Regions from separate parts of the Gossypium hirsutum genome. Here all the other regions are linked to region 2. The links are chromatin contacts, called in public Hi-C maps. All regions are on one chromosome and are shown on one strand. The core of a region is the stretch at or near the end of the contact, and the rest is flanking DNA. Distances in the headings are between cores, read along the strand shown. Region 1 holds the start of LOC107896489 (homeobox-leucine zipper protein ATHB-40). Region 2 holds the start of LOC107896507 (calcium uniporter protein 2, mitochondrial). Region 3 holds the start of LOC107958514 (BEL1-like homeodomain protein 4).

Region 1 (4,235 bases), core at 1,248-3,747, 550 kb before region 2:
AAAGTAATTTAAAAAATAAAATTAAAAGAAATAAAATAAAATAAAAAGAACTGAAAAAAATGTACATTGAGTAAGAAGTAGTTTTACACATTTCCATTGAAAAATTCTATAAATTGTTCTTTTATTATGGTTTATAAAACGTAGTTAAAAAATTAAATTAACTGAAATTTTTTTAGTTGATTTAATTTTTTTTAATGAATTGTTAAACAAAACCTAAGAAAAGTTATTGTTCAGAAAATTATTAATTCAATTTTCTTTCAATCTCTACTAAAAAGACAGTAGAGATTATGACCCCATTTGAGAGTTTGATTATAAACATAAATGCGTAATACTTTACTACTATTATGGCTGAAAAATGTTTTTAAAGAAAGTAATTTTTTAACATTAATTTTAAATTTTTTTATCATATTTTATCTTTAATACAATGCTTAAAAATTATTTATAGTTTCTCCTCAACCCTTAAATAAAAAAAAATAATTCCCTTCAGCTAAAGAAAATAATTTTCAAAAGTATTGTGGAAAAGTGTTATTTGTTAATTATTGTTATAAAAAACTAGAGTGAAAGGTTAAAATGTTTATTTTAAATATGAGGTATAAATTAATTTAAATTATAAATTTTAAAAAAAATATATATATATAATGATACATTAAAGCTAAAGAGGAAAATACTGTTGGGGAGGATGAAAGAATAAAAGGAGGTGTTTCGATAATTTTACCATGAAACTTGAAAAGCCAAAAATTAAAATGTAGGTTTGAAATTTAAAAAAAAAAAATTTCTATAAAGTTATCTAAATGTCAAATACAGTATGCTGTAAAAAAAAGTGTTTTTATTCGATAATAGTAGTTAAAAAAAGATTTCTAAATTAATATGAATCTAAGTTAACATTACAACACTTTATATAACATAACAGTAGTTAAGAAAAGAAATTAAGGATTAATTACAATGGATTTGGAGGTCTTAATTATCCATATCTACACACGCTAACTAGTGATATGATAATTACATAAAAAGATTCATCCACTCCATGCCAAGAACATAATTGTTTTCTCCAATATAGAAAACATCTTCATATCCAAATTCCCCATGGAAAACTGGATCAATGGCTTCCATTGACAGTACAGATGAGCTTGTACTTTTGCTGGAAACCCCATCTACTCGTTCCGTTAGTTGCAGGATTTCCTTCTCCGCCTCGCTAAGTTGCTCCTTAAGCTTTACCACCTATAATTGTAACCAAAGAAACAAATTTAAATTGAATGTAAAAGTGGGCTTCGGCTAAGCCCAACCCCTGCCACAAGACAGTATGGTGTATGGAAGTGGACCCTCTGTTTTTCATTGGAAAACATTTTCAACTACTTTTTGTTGTGCAATGAGGTGGCTGTTTGTTGTTCCTTGTCAATGTTATCCCACTTTTTTTGTCCAAGAATATCGTTTCCCACTTTCTTTTAATTGAACATAAACTTATGATCTCATTAACTGATATTTTTAATAGCTTAAACCCAACAACATAAGTACATGACATGGCTTTCTTCGAGCCCTGAGCTCGTGCATGTTCTGATATTGGTGGGTCACCGTATCTTTTTTTATCAAAAAGATAAAGATCAAAGACGCTGCTACTTCCTTAATTAGTTTCATTTCCTTCCAACAAACGCCTCCTCAAGTTTGAATTATTTTTTTAATTATTTAATCTCTGAAAACATACATATTTTTTCCTGTTTGGTTCTAAGAAACCACAAGGAATTATGTCTAAAATATAAGAAAAACAAAGGGTTTGCATTTAAACATCCAAATAAACTTACAAGTGTGATTAAAACCGGATTTTTTCTTTTTTTGCAAGTTAAAATGATTTTCATTTGGGAAATAAAAGATATATGTATATTTACATACCTCGGATTCAAGTCGGCATTTGTCGAGAACAACAGTTTCGTGAAGAGACTTGAGCGTGCTATACTCTTCCTCCAGCTTCTTGTTCTTCCAACGAGCTCTACGATTTTGGAACCAAACAGCAACCTGACGAGGGTCAAGTCCCAGCTCTGAAGCAATCCGATCTTTCCTTTCTGACTCTAGTTTATGTTCGTTACCAAAATTAAGTTCAAGGAGAGTGACTTGTTCCTGGTTAAGCTTCCTTTTTTTAGCCACCGCACACTGGCTGTTCTCCCCTCCCTTGTTCTTCTTCCGCCGCCGTCGAGGCTTCGGTTCCCCTGCTCAACCAAAAGCCTGGCTTAATTATAAAACAATGCAAGAATAAATATGTTTGTGGTTTTAAGTCCATGCCACATTGATCAGTACCTTGGTGTGTTGCAATTTGGGTGTAAAATCCAGGGTAGATTTGGGAGATAAGAGCAATATGATCTTCATGTTCATTCATTTGGCTTGTCATCATTTCATAATCTTGGCTCATTTTCTCTTTCTTTCTAGCTTTTCGGGTGTGTTTTTTTTTTCCTCTGGCTTTCACTTAAATTGAGAAACGGGTGATCCCTGAGAGAAGTAATGGATGAGTTAAGGAAGTGATGTGGTTTATTTATAGGGTTAAGAGTAGGACTAGTTAGCAGTTGTTTGTTTACCATAAGACCTTTGTTTCCAATATTGGACATCACGTTCTTATGAATAACAACAATACCATTATAGTATTACAATTTGGTACACTAGTTTGAGACAATAAGAAATACTGTCACATCTAAACTGTATCATTGAACTAGTTTGGAAAATTCTGTCAACCAAATTTGCCATCCCCACGTCCAACAAGTGGATAAAGTTAGACAACAAAACCCTAAATTTCAAAAGTTCATCGTTTTTTTTTCACTATATAATACATGGTTTGGTTAAAGTTTTAGGATGTGATTGATTAATTGAAAATTTTAAATGTGAAAAAATTATGTATTAAATTTTTATTGTTAAATTTTATAAGTATTGAATTTATATCAAAAAATTATTTAAAAAATTAGTAAATATAAATACGGACTATAATTATATTGTTTGATAAAAGTAAATATTGATTTTTAAAAAATTATTTATTTTTAATTTTAATCTTATTAATATAATATTTTATATTATTTTAGATAATTTTAAATGAAAATAAATACGACAATTTAAATATCTTATTTAAAAACTAATAATTTATTTCAATTTTTAATAAAATAAAATCAATTTAATATTTTCTACCTCAAGTAATAAGTAGCTATATATCTTCTTACCTTATTCAATACTTTTTGGTTAAAATTTTATATTAAGTAAAAATTAAAATAATTACTAAATAAATTTAAAATATTAAATGTTGAAATTTTTTTATAATTTATCAAACACACCTCTATGATATTCTTTCATGTAAGTTCTGTGCATGAGATAAGGATGATATTTTTTTTTTAAAGCTGTAAAAGAAATAATTATCCTGATTTTAACTTAAAACCTAAAATAAATCATTCTCTTAATTGTGATCTCCTTAGACAAAACTAGGATTGGTAGGCTTTCCAAATTAAGTGATAAGGGGTGATGGTGGTAAGCAAGCAAGTAATACATAATTTTGCAAGTTAATTAAAAGGGGTTTGGGGATCCCAAAGCTGGCCACTATTGAAGTCCATAAACAAAGTTGGTAAATTAGGTTTGGCCTCTGGATCTGGGCATTCTAGTCAGCCATTGTTGTCCAATTGGGAGGTATTTTCACTTATTTCCATGTGTCTGTAAAATGGTTATAACTATGAGCCAATACCCCATGACTACTTTTAACCATATCTCAATCGTGGCTCGAGAGACGAATGAAAAACATAAAGAAAAGTTATGAAAATTTGGGATTAGTTAGTACTTTCATTAAGTATTATCATTTTTTTTCAAGGGAATTAAGAATTATTATTATTACAGATGCATCGGGGAAGCAATCTTTTCTTTTTGAAAGAATATTAAGGTTGTTGGAGAAATCTCTTAAGGTCAGAAGTAGAAGAGAGGATATGTCGTCATTGTTGACGTCTTGATTTTATTAAAAATTAGAGTTTCTAATTTTTGATTGGATAATGTTTCCTACATTTCCATCATTTCACTCTTAAGATAAACTTTTCCACTATTGGATTTTAAGCCAAAAGAATAGGGGATTGGGTTATGATTTTATAACTAAAAAACAAAGTAAATGAGGTGGAAGAGCTGCTTAAAACAACATAACATTTTTTTTTCTGATATCCACAATTTTGTAATTGAAAAATGAAATCCATTGATAAAGTGTTAAATTGATGTGACAAAATTATAATTTA
Region 2 (4,347 bases), core at 188-2,687:
TTGAAGAAAACTTTTAAACATTGTGATCCAACTACTTATTTAGGAGTTATCTGGTTAAGTTGATAGGTTAATATTAATATAAAATAAAGTTTTAATATATTATCTTAAATTATGCAGAAAATTAGATGTATTTTTTAAGATGAAAACATTAATCATGTGATTAAATTCTTTTTTATTTTATGTTATCTTTTAAAATAAGTGTTGAATCTAGAATCAAATTTGGTTATGGATCTAATCTAAACCCCAGCATTCGAAGAACAACAAAAAGAAAATCTAAGCACCACATCACCTTCCTATATTTCTTCTTTATCCTTAAATAAATAACATATATTCATGAAGCTGTCTTGAAACATTTACATTACTTAAGCTTCATTTGATGGATAAGGAAAATAATTTTGTCACATTCATTATTATTTTAGTTTCAAATAATATTGTTTTGTACATCTAAATTATTATCATTAGCATTAATCGTTATTAAAATGATTTAAGTTAACATTTTTAAATTTAGATCAAAATAAATTTAGCCACTTTAGAACTGATATGTAAATATTGAATCAATTTGGAATGGTTGAATATATGTTTCTCCCCACAATAAAACCAAAAGAATATGGTCGGATTACAAATGCTTGGGAGGATTTGAGTTAGAATTAGTCGTGAGCTATAATTATGTTAAAATGTTCAATAATTAAGGGATTATAAAGTGAATAAAAAACGAATATTTCAAATTTGTTTTAACCATCAAATCTTTTTCATATTTTATTAACTCCTCAAATGCTTTGACTGTGATACTGTTTTTTTTTTATTATTATTATCTTACAGCCACCAGGTGGCAATCGTTATATCAACTCCTTGACGAAATTTTTGTCACCCAAAGAAAAATAAAATAAAATGTTGAGGATTTATCGTGAACGCAAACAACTTTAAAGATTTTGTTTATTACATAAATACCAAAATATATGTGGCGACACGTTTGTGTGAACGTTTATATTCATCCATCCAACCCCAAAAAGGAAACTTGATTTGCTTTCCACTTCTGTCTTAGCTGCCGTCAAACACACAGAAATTTTCCCATGTAATCCAAACCCTTCTATTTATTCTCACCTTCTAGATTTCTTCCGCTAATAATGTTACACGTGTTCAACAAATCAGTATTTATGAATTACAAAATGAAAGTCAACATCAGGTAAGGCGCGAATGATAAATTTTCATATGATCTGACGGTTCAAAAGGTCATTTGTAGTTCAAGCTCAACCCTCCACGTGTAGTGTGATTAGCTCATGCTCTTCGATATTTCCTCTCGTGAAATCGGTTCTCCAATTTCTCGTTCCGATAAATTGAAAAGAATCGCCCCTAACGAGATGATCCTATAAGCATGCTCGAAAATGTAAGGCAGGGAGTAATCTAAAGTGCGAAGTATGTTTTCAAATCTCTCAAATTCTCGCGTTATTTTCATTCTTTTTTTGTAAATTTCTATTTTTCTGTTTATCTTCCTCCATTGTTGGACCCTATAAAACGGGCCAAAACCTTCATTGATTGTGCCAACACCAAGCGAGCAAAGCTTTCAAATCTTCTAAACTCTATCCCCCCCACCCCAGAAAAAAAAAAAAACAACAACAACAACAACTTTTTGATAATTAGTTAGCTTCTTTAATTTCTAGCAATGGCGTTGAGGAAAACCTTGGCAGAGAAGCTTTTTAATATTTCGAAAATTTCTTCGCAAGCTGTTACTAACTGCCGGATTTCCTCACCGACGGTTCAGAAGCGGATCGCAAGAAAAACGGGGAAAGCAGCAACCGGTATGACGGTGGATCCAGTAGATGCTAAGGGTAACGGCCATGGCATGTTCAGGCGGTTTCTTCATAAAGGATCTATGGCTTCACCGGCGATGAGGAAGTTACCGATGGGGGAGAATTTAATGGAGAGATTAAGGGAAATCGATGTGTCCAGGGATCGCATCCGGTTAGACGGGTTGAGCTCGCACTTGGAGGCGAAATCGGCGGTTTCGGAGCTGCCTGCACTGTCCGTTCGGGAAGCGAAGAAGTTGTTAAAGGTGGCGCAGTTGGAAGTGGTGAAAACGAAGCTGAGAGAGACAGGGAAAATCTGGATTTCTTATTCCGACTTTCTTCGGATTTGCGGAGAAAGTTGTTCGGATCATGAACAAGGATTGCAGTTTGCGAAATTGCTAGATGAATCAGGAACCGTCGTCGTATTAGGAAACATCGTCGTTTTACGATCGGAACAGGTAGATAAATTTTTTTGTCTATTTATTATCTCTTGAAATTTTATATTGAAAGCAGATAAGATCTTATTTATGTTTTGGCTTACAACGATAGCATATATGTATACATTAAAATTACATGCTTATGGTGATGGTGATGAAAAGTAGGTCCCGAATTCAATTCACTTATTATTAGCATTAGAAGCTACCGAAAACTGATTTTCTGGGTTTCTTTTTCTGCTAATTTCAACAGGATTTTTTTTTTACTACAGGTCTCTAAAAACGTATCACATTTGAGATGGTTTCTGAGAATTGAACTGAAGGACCCAAATTTTTTATAAATAAATCCCTCGGATGTTTCTACAGTATGACCACAAATATCACAACTTTTTTTTCACAGTTAATCTCCTGGGCTTTTATAAATAAAGCCCTTGGATGTTTCTACATTTTGTTTTGCATGCATATTCTCCAACTTTTGAGTTGGTAGAGGGCGAGGGGTGATGATGGGAGTTATGTTTTAATGGGCAACGAATTGGGGAAGATGTGTTTGGATGTTTAGATTTGAGGAGATGTACGAAACTATTGAGCGGAAAGGTGGCGTTGTCGAACAAGGAAAATGGTTGGTGGAGGAATAGAGGTTGGAATGGCCTCATATGATAAAGATGGGCTTCAACTTGACCTGACATAAGCATTAATCACTTTTTATTGTTTACTTGCTTTCATCATCCTTCATAGTCATAATTACTGGTACGAATTTGAGTCAATTTTTGTTTCTTTCAAGTTGAGCCAACAGAGATTTCCACTTTGTGACTACAGGTAGCAAAAGCACTTGGTGGTCTAATTCCTTTATCTAGATCAAACCCGAATGATCCCAGAAGAAAAGAACTGGCTGCGCTAGAAAAGGAGAAAGCAATAATCGATTCAAAAGCCGATTCCCTGGTCCGTCGCGAACTCTGGCTTGGCCTGGCATTCATGGTGGTCCAAACAGCCGGGTTCATGAGGCTAACCTTTTGGGAACTCACATGGGACGTGATGGAACCCATCTGTTTCTACGTCACCTCCATGTATTTCATGGCTGGATATGCATTTTTCCTCAGGACATCCAAAGAACCTTCTTTTGAAGGGTTTTATAAGAGCAGGTTCAGCACAAAGCAAAGGCAGCTGATCAAGGCATACAATTTTGATATCCAGAGGTATAATGAGCTCAAAGCAATGTTCCCATCCACAGTGGAAGAAGAATTACAGGTCTCATCGGCGGCCTCCTTTGATTATTCTGAAAAGATGCAGATTGGTGCTTTGGACCATTGATGATCCGAAACATGTTAAAAAGCAAAAACAAAAAGATGAATACAAAATAACACAATTTTGTTTTAGGATTAGGCGCGGCTTTCTGTAACATTCTGTTGAAGAGTTTTTCATTTGTTTAAACATATGAAAGATTGGAACTAATAAAAACTTTATCCCCATTGATTTTTAAGCAAGTTGCCTGTAAAAAAAAGTGAAATCATCTTTTTTACTATACACAAACTATCAACTTTTTTTTTATCCGATTTTGATGTGGAAAATATCAGGTCTTTCATTAAACAATATCTTTATTTTAATTTTATAATTATTTTATATTTTTAAAATTATGTTTTAATATTATAAATAGTTTTAATTATAATTCATTAAAATTATAAAAAAATTAACTTATATTTTAATTTTGTAAGTATTTTGATTACATTTTCTTAATTTTTTTAAAGATTATATATCATATATTTTATTTAGTTTTTGTAAAAATGAATATAACATAAAACATTATACAGGTTAAGGTTGGATTCGAAAAACCATTTTAATGGTCGAGATTGAAATCGAGTGGGTAAAAGAAAAAATATTAAGAAAATTATATACTTATGCCTTTAAAATTAAAATTTATGTGTGTTTCTTGGAGTTATAAGTTAACTGGATATCAATTTAATTAGGAAATTATTATAGTAAAGATAAATTCCCATATCTATACTATTATAATGTGCTTGATTGTATTGGTGTTATCCATTAACTAAGTCTCAACTAGACTTGCGTCCGCTCGAAAAATAGGAGCGTTAGTGCAAAAATATAGGTCCAAAAATGGACTTGAGCAAAAAAATAAG
Region 3 (4,348 bases), core at 566-3,065, 510 kb after region 2:
TAAAATAAAATTAAAATATTAAATAATTTATTAAAATAATTAATATTTTTAATATTAAAATAACATTCAGTAATTAGGTGTATTCAATCAAGTAATATCTAAAAAAAATATTGCTAAAAAATGAATATTTTAGCATTAATGTGTTAGAATTATATGTGAGTTTGCTTTGAAAAGAAAATCAAGTGTCACCAATTATTTTTCAATCACTTTTATTAAATATGTTTATTAATTTAGTTTAAATTTATTTCCTATTTATCATGAAATACTATTATAATTGATGCAGATTGTTTTATTTTAATTTTAATTTTTTAAAAAAATTAACATTATATTTTCTTATATAATTTAAAATTTATCATTATCATTGATAAATAACAATAATTAAAAATAAAGGTATACATTTTTAGAAACTATAAAAGGTTAATTATTGTTAAACAATTATTGTCTCCAGCTCTTCTGTTTCTCTTTTTTTCACTCTTTGGGTAATCATTGCAAATATAAAAAGCCCACACGTGTAGACCAAGAAAACTAATAAATTAAGTTACTTTGTATATTGTCAAATCTTAGCTGAAACACTAATTAGTTAAATAGCATTTTCAGATGATGGAAAATCCCTTGGTACTTATATATCTAGACAAAGTTTGAGGGAACATTGTTCATTAAATTAGGGTACCTATTATATATAATTTAAGTGTTAAAATAATTTGATATATACATCACAAATAAGATTAAGGGTTGACAAGTATTGTTTAAGAATATAGTAAAATATTTATAAAAAATAAATAAATAAATATATATATATTCAACGCTAAGAATATAATATATAGTTTTAAAATAAAATATAAGAATAAAACTGAATTTGGTAATTAATCAATAACAGTTGTATTTCCTTTCTAATATTAATCTCTATCCAAACATATATTTGATTAAAAATATAAAGATTTTTGTATTAACAGTTAATCTTAAATACGAGAAAAAGGAAAGCGAAGGCATATTACAAATTTAATGGAGCTGATGATTTTTAAATAAAAATGTAAACATAAGTAGAAAAATAAAAGACATAAGAAAAAGATTAATGAAACATGTCCATCTTGACATTGCCAAACCAGAAAGCAGTTAAGTGTGGTTTTCAGACCTTACAACCCCTATATAAAACCTAACTTGTCTTCATCGCCAGCCTTCGGCACGTGCCCTTCTATCTTATTTTTATTAAACATCTTTAATGCCATAAAAATAATTTCATTCACTAAACAATACGCCTTCCACCTATAAATTTGTTTCAATTAACCGCTAAACATTTGATTATATTGTTTTATTTATAATATCAGATATTATTATTATTATTATTATTATTATTATTTTCATACAAAAGAAAGTTGGATAATAAAAAAAATATGGCTTCCCGAAATGATATTTTTACCCTTACCAACTATTGCTGTTGATGAATATAAAATAATCAACTGGGGCAGTTTAGTCATTTTACCATATACAGGATGGTGGTAGTTTAGATGATTGAGATGACTTTGTACTAACCTTATCTTTCTTTTATTCCATAGCTTGCGTGTCAATTAAAATTATAGTAATAGTCAGACTTTTTTTTCAACCTTATTCATTTTTAATTTCTACATCTACCCAAATTATTCGGTTTTTTACATTTTATTTTTCTCCGGGTTGAATAATAAATTTATACCCGCAATCTAAAATTTGTAGTTAAGGTTATTTTTGTAAATTGAAAATATATCTAATAAACTAAAACTCAAGTCCTTGATTATGATTCATTAAACCTAATTGTGAATTTAAAGAAAAAAAAAGGAAATAATAATAATAATTAGTATAAAAATATTGGCAGCGTGAAAAGTGGTGAAGGAGAAAAGAATAGCGACCACCCTTTTGTTTCTTATTTTCTCTCACCTCTGTGTCTTTGAGGAGGCTAAGGTTATTTCTATATGTTTTGTTGTGAAAGTGAATTATCTGTTTTTCTCAGATCAGCCTCCATTTTCATTCCTTTCTTACTTCTTTTCTTTTCTCCCCTTATATTCATATAGTTTCACCAGGGGAATATTCAAGAGGTGAAAAATAATATCTAGTCACTACTGCAAGGAAGGAAAAGGAGAGAAAGAGAAAGAAAGAGACGACAGACGGAGGACTACACACATACACAGTGAGAAAGCAAATGAAAGGAAATGAAAAGAAAGGAGGGAGGGAATTGAAGAATCTTTCAATAATAACACACGGAAGGGATATGTCTAGCTATAAGAGCTTTATATCCTTTCATATGCTGCTGCAACTCTAACAAGGTCTGCCTATATATACACACACACACTCTCTCTCTCTCTCTCTCTCTCATATATAGCTGAAAATGATCAAAAGGGTTACAAAAACATCCAAAACATAATCAACATAGACTTGTTTCATCCCTTACACCAGTTTTTTTTCTTTTTTTCCTTCACTTAACTGAGAGAATTTGATCCTCTCTGTTCCTATCTTTCCTTTTTCTTTGTTCTTTTTTTTTCCCCTGATAAGAGTGATTTGTTTTTTTATGATGGGTGTTATTTGTTTCTCTATGTGGGTTACCGATTCATAATTGAAACAGCAAGAAGGTGAAGGAATTTGATAGAGGGAGAGAGGTAAATAAAGAAAAAGGATATGATGATGAAGAAGAAGATGCTGATATGGGAATAGCAACGCCACCACTCGTCGCATCAATTCTTTCTCAAGAATCTCAACCCTCTAAAAAAATTCACCATCAAATCCCAATTCAACACAAGAGCAACAATTCTACTAATTCTATGTCCCAAGATTACCATCAAGCAGCTGGCATCTTCAGCTTCTCGAATGGATTCGAGAGATCAGCCGTAAGCCACCAAGAACACCAAAAGCAGCAGCAACAGCACTTAGAACAGCAGATCCGGAGAGATAAACTAAGAGTTGAAGGCTTTGAGCCGCCACCTCCACCATTAGTAGGGATAGAAGAGGAAGAATCAACTTCTCTCCCTGTTTATGAAACCGCAGGTATGTTATCCGAAATGTTCAATTTCCCTTCGGGTGCGGCTGCTGCCGCTGCTGCCGCCACTGCCTCGGCCGAGTTACTAGACCAGCATGTACAGCCGAATTATCGAGCACACCGGCCAGTCCAAGGTAATACCAACGAGTGGTATAGCAACAGGCAAGGTGTTGTTGGGGGTTTGGGACAGTTAGGTGAATCAAAGAGTCACATTACCCGTGACAGTTTAGCTCAACAGCATCAGCAGCAGCAGCAGCTACCAAGCATTAATGCCGACTCAGCAGCTGCCATGCATCTTTTCTTGATGAATCCGCAGCAACGATCACCATCTCCTCCTCCACCTCCTCCAGCAACTTCTTCTAATACTCTTCACATGTTGCTTCCAAATCCATCTACTTCTCTTCAAGGGTTTAACGTATCAGGTCCTGGAGGGGGTTTCGGAACAAGTACTGTTCTATCTCCACCTCAATTTACTTGGGTTCCTGGTAGTGCTCATGAAGGAGGCAACAACACTGATTCCCAACTCAGCAGCCAAAATGAAATTGGAAGTGTTGTGGAAGGCCAAGGTCTTTCACTATCTTTATCATCTTCTTTGCAACACTTGGAGGCTGCTAAAGCTGAAGAATTAAGGATGGGAGACGGGGGTTTACTGTACTATAATCAAGGAGGGGGTTCGGCTGCTCAGTTTCATCAGTACAGGAATTTGGGCAGTCATCATCAGACAATGCATCTGCAAGGCGGAGTGGGACAAAACCAACAGGTTCATCATGTTGGGTTCGGATCCTCATTAGGAATGGTCAATGTATTAAGAAATTCAAAGTACGTTAAAGCAGCTCAAGAATTGTTGGAAGAATTCTGCAGTGTTGGAAGAGGCCAGTTCAAGAAGAATAAGTTCGGTAGAAACAACACAAACCCTAGTTCTGATCCTGTTAGTAGCGGATGTGCAGGTGGTGGTGGTTCTTCTTCATCAACAAAGGATCTCCCTCCTTTATCAGCGGCTGATAGAATTGAACACCAAAGAAGGAAGGTCAAACTGTTATCCATGCTTGATGAGGCATGTAATCTCTTTCTCTATTCCCCTATTTTCTCTTTCATAGTTCCACTCTCTTCTTCAACTGACTAAGACCCAATCTTTTTTTTTTTTAATTGTCCTCCGATCATTTATTTGAATACCTCCATTAATTTTCAAATCAAACATCAGCACCACAGCACAGTAACGAATAAGAATATTTTAAACAAAAAAAAAAACCAGATAGAGCAAAGCCGGCTGGTGCAATAGGGTTATACAGGATCTAGTTGGTAGAGTTTGATTATCCTTTTCACTTTGTCTTTTTTTTTTAAATATTT

What was found. Hi-C and Micro-C count contacts between places; a contact is called where the count stands out from the background.
Region 1: a Hi-C map of leaf shows a contact between it and region 2, with 1.9 times the contacts expected there. The contact joins the promoter of LOC107896489 here to the promoter of LOC107896507 in region 2. A contact is called at or near these places in 4 of 34 Hi-C or Micro-C datasets (all in leaf).
Region 3: a contact with region 2 is called in a Hi-C map of leaf, with 1.9 times the contacts expected there. The contact joins the promoter of LOC107958514 here to the promoter of LOC107896507 in region 2. A contact is called at or near these places in 7 of 34 Hi-C or Micro-C datasets (hypocotyl, leaf and petal).

The regions. Positions count from the first base shown.
Region 1 is chrA11:27,742,615-27,746,849 of Gossypium_hirsutum_v2.1, forward strand. It overlaps LOC107896489 (homeobox-leucine zipper protein ATHB-40), which reads right to left and starts at 2,498. Exons shown (of 3, transcript XM_016821676.2): 1 at 2,287-2,498; 2 at 1,885-2,198; 3 at 807-1,218. The coding sequence starts at 2,398. The coding sequence ends at 1,000.
Region 2 is chrA11:28,291,489-28,295,835 of Gossypium_hirsutum_v2.1, forward strand. LOC107896507 (calcium uniporter protein 2, mitochondrial) reads left to right here and starts at 1,438. Exons shown (of 2, transcript XM_016821690.2): 1 at 1,438-2,242; 2 at 3,035-3,695. The coding sequence starts at 1,661. The coding sequence ends at 3,526.
Region 3 is chrA11:28,804,965-28,809,312 of Gossypium_hirsutum_v2.1, forward strand. LOC107958514 (BEL1-like homeodomain protein 4) reads left to right here and starts at 1,816. Exons shown (of 6, transcript XM_041081778.1): 1 at 1,816-1,932; 2 at 2,043-2,294; 3 at 2,591-4,055. The coding sequence starts at 2,670.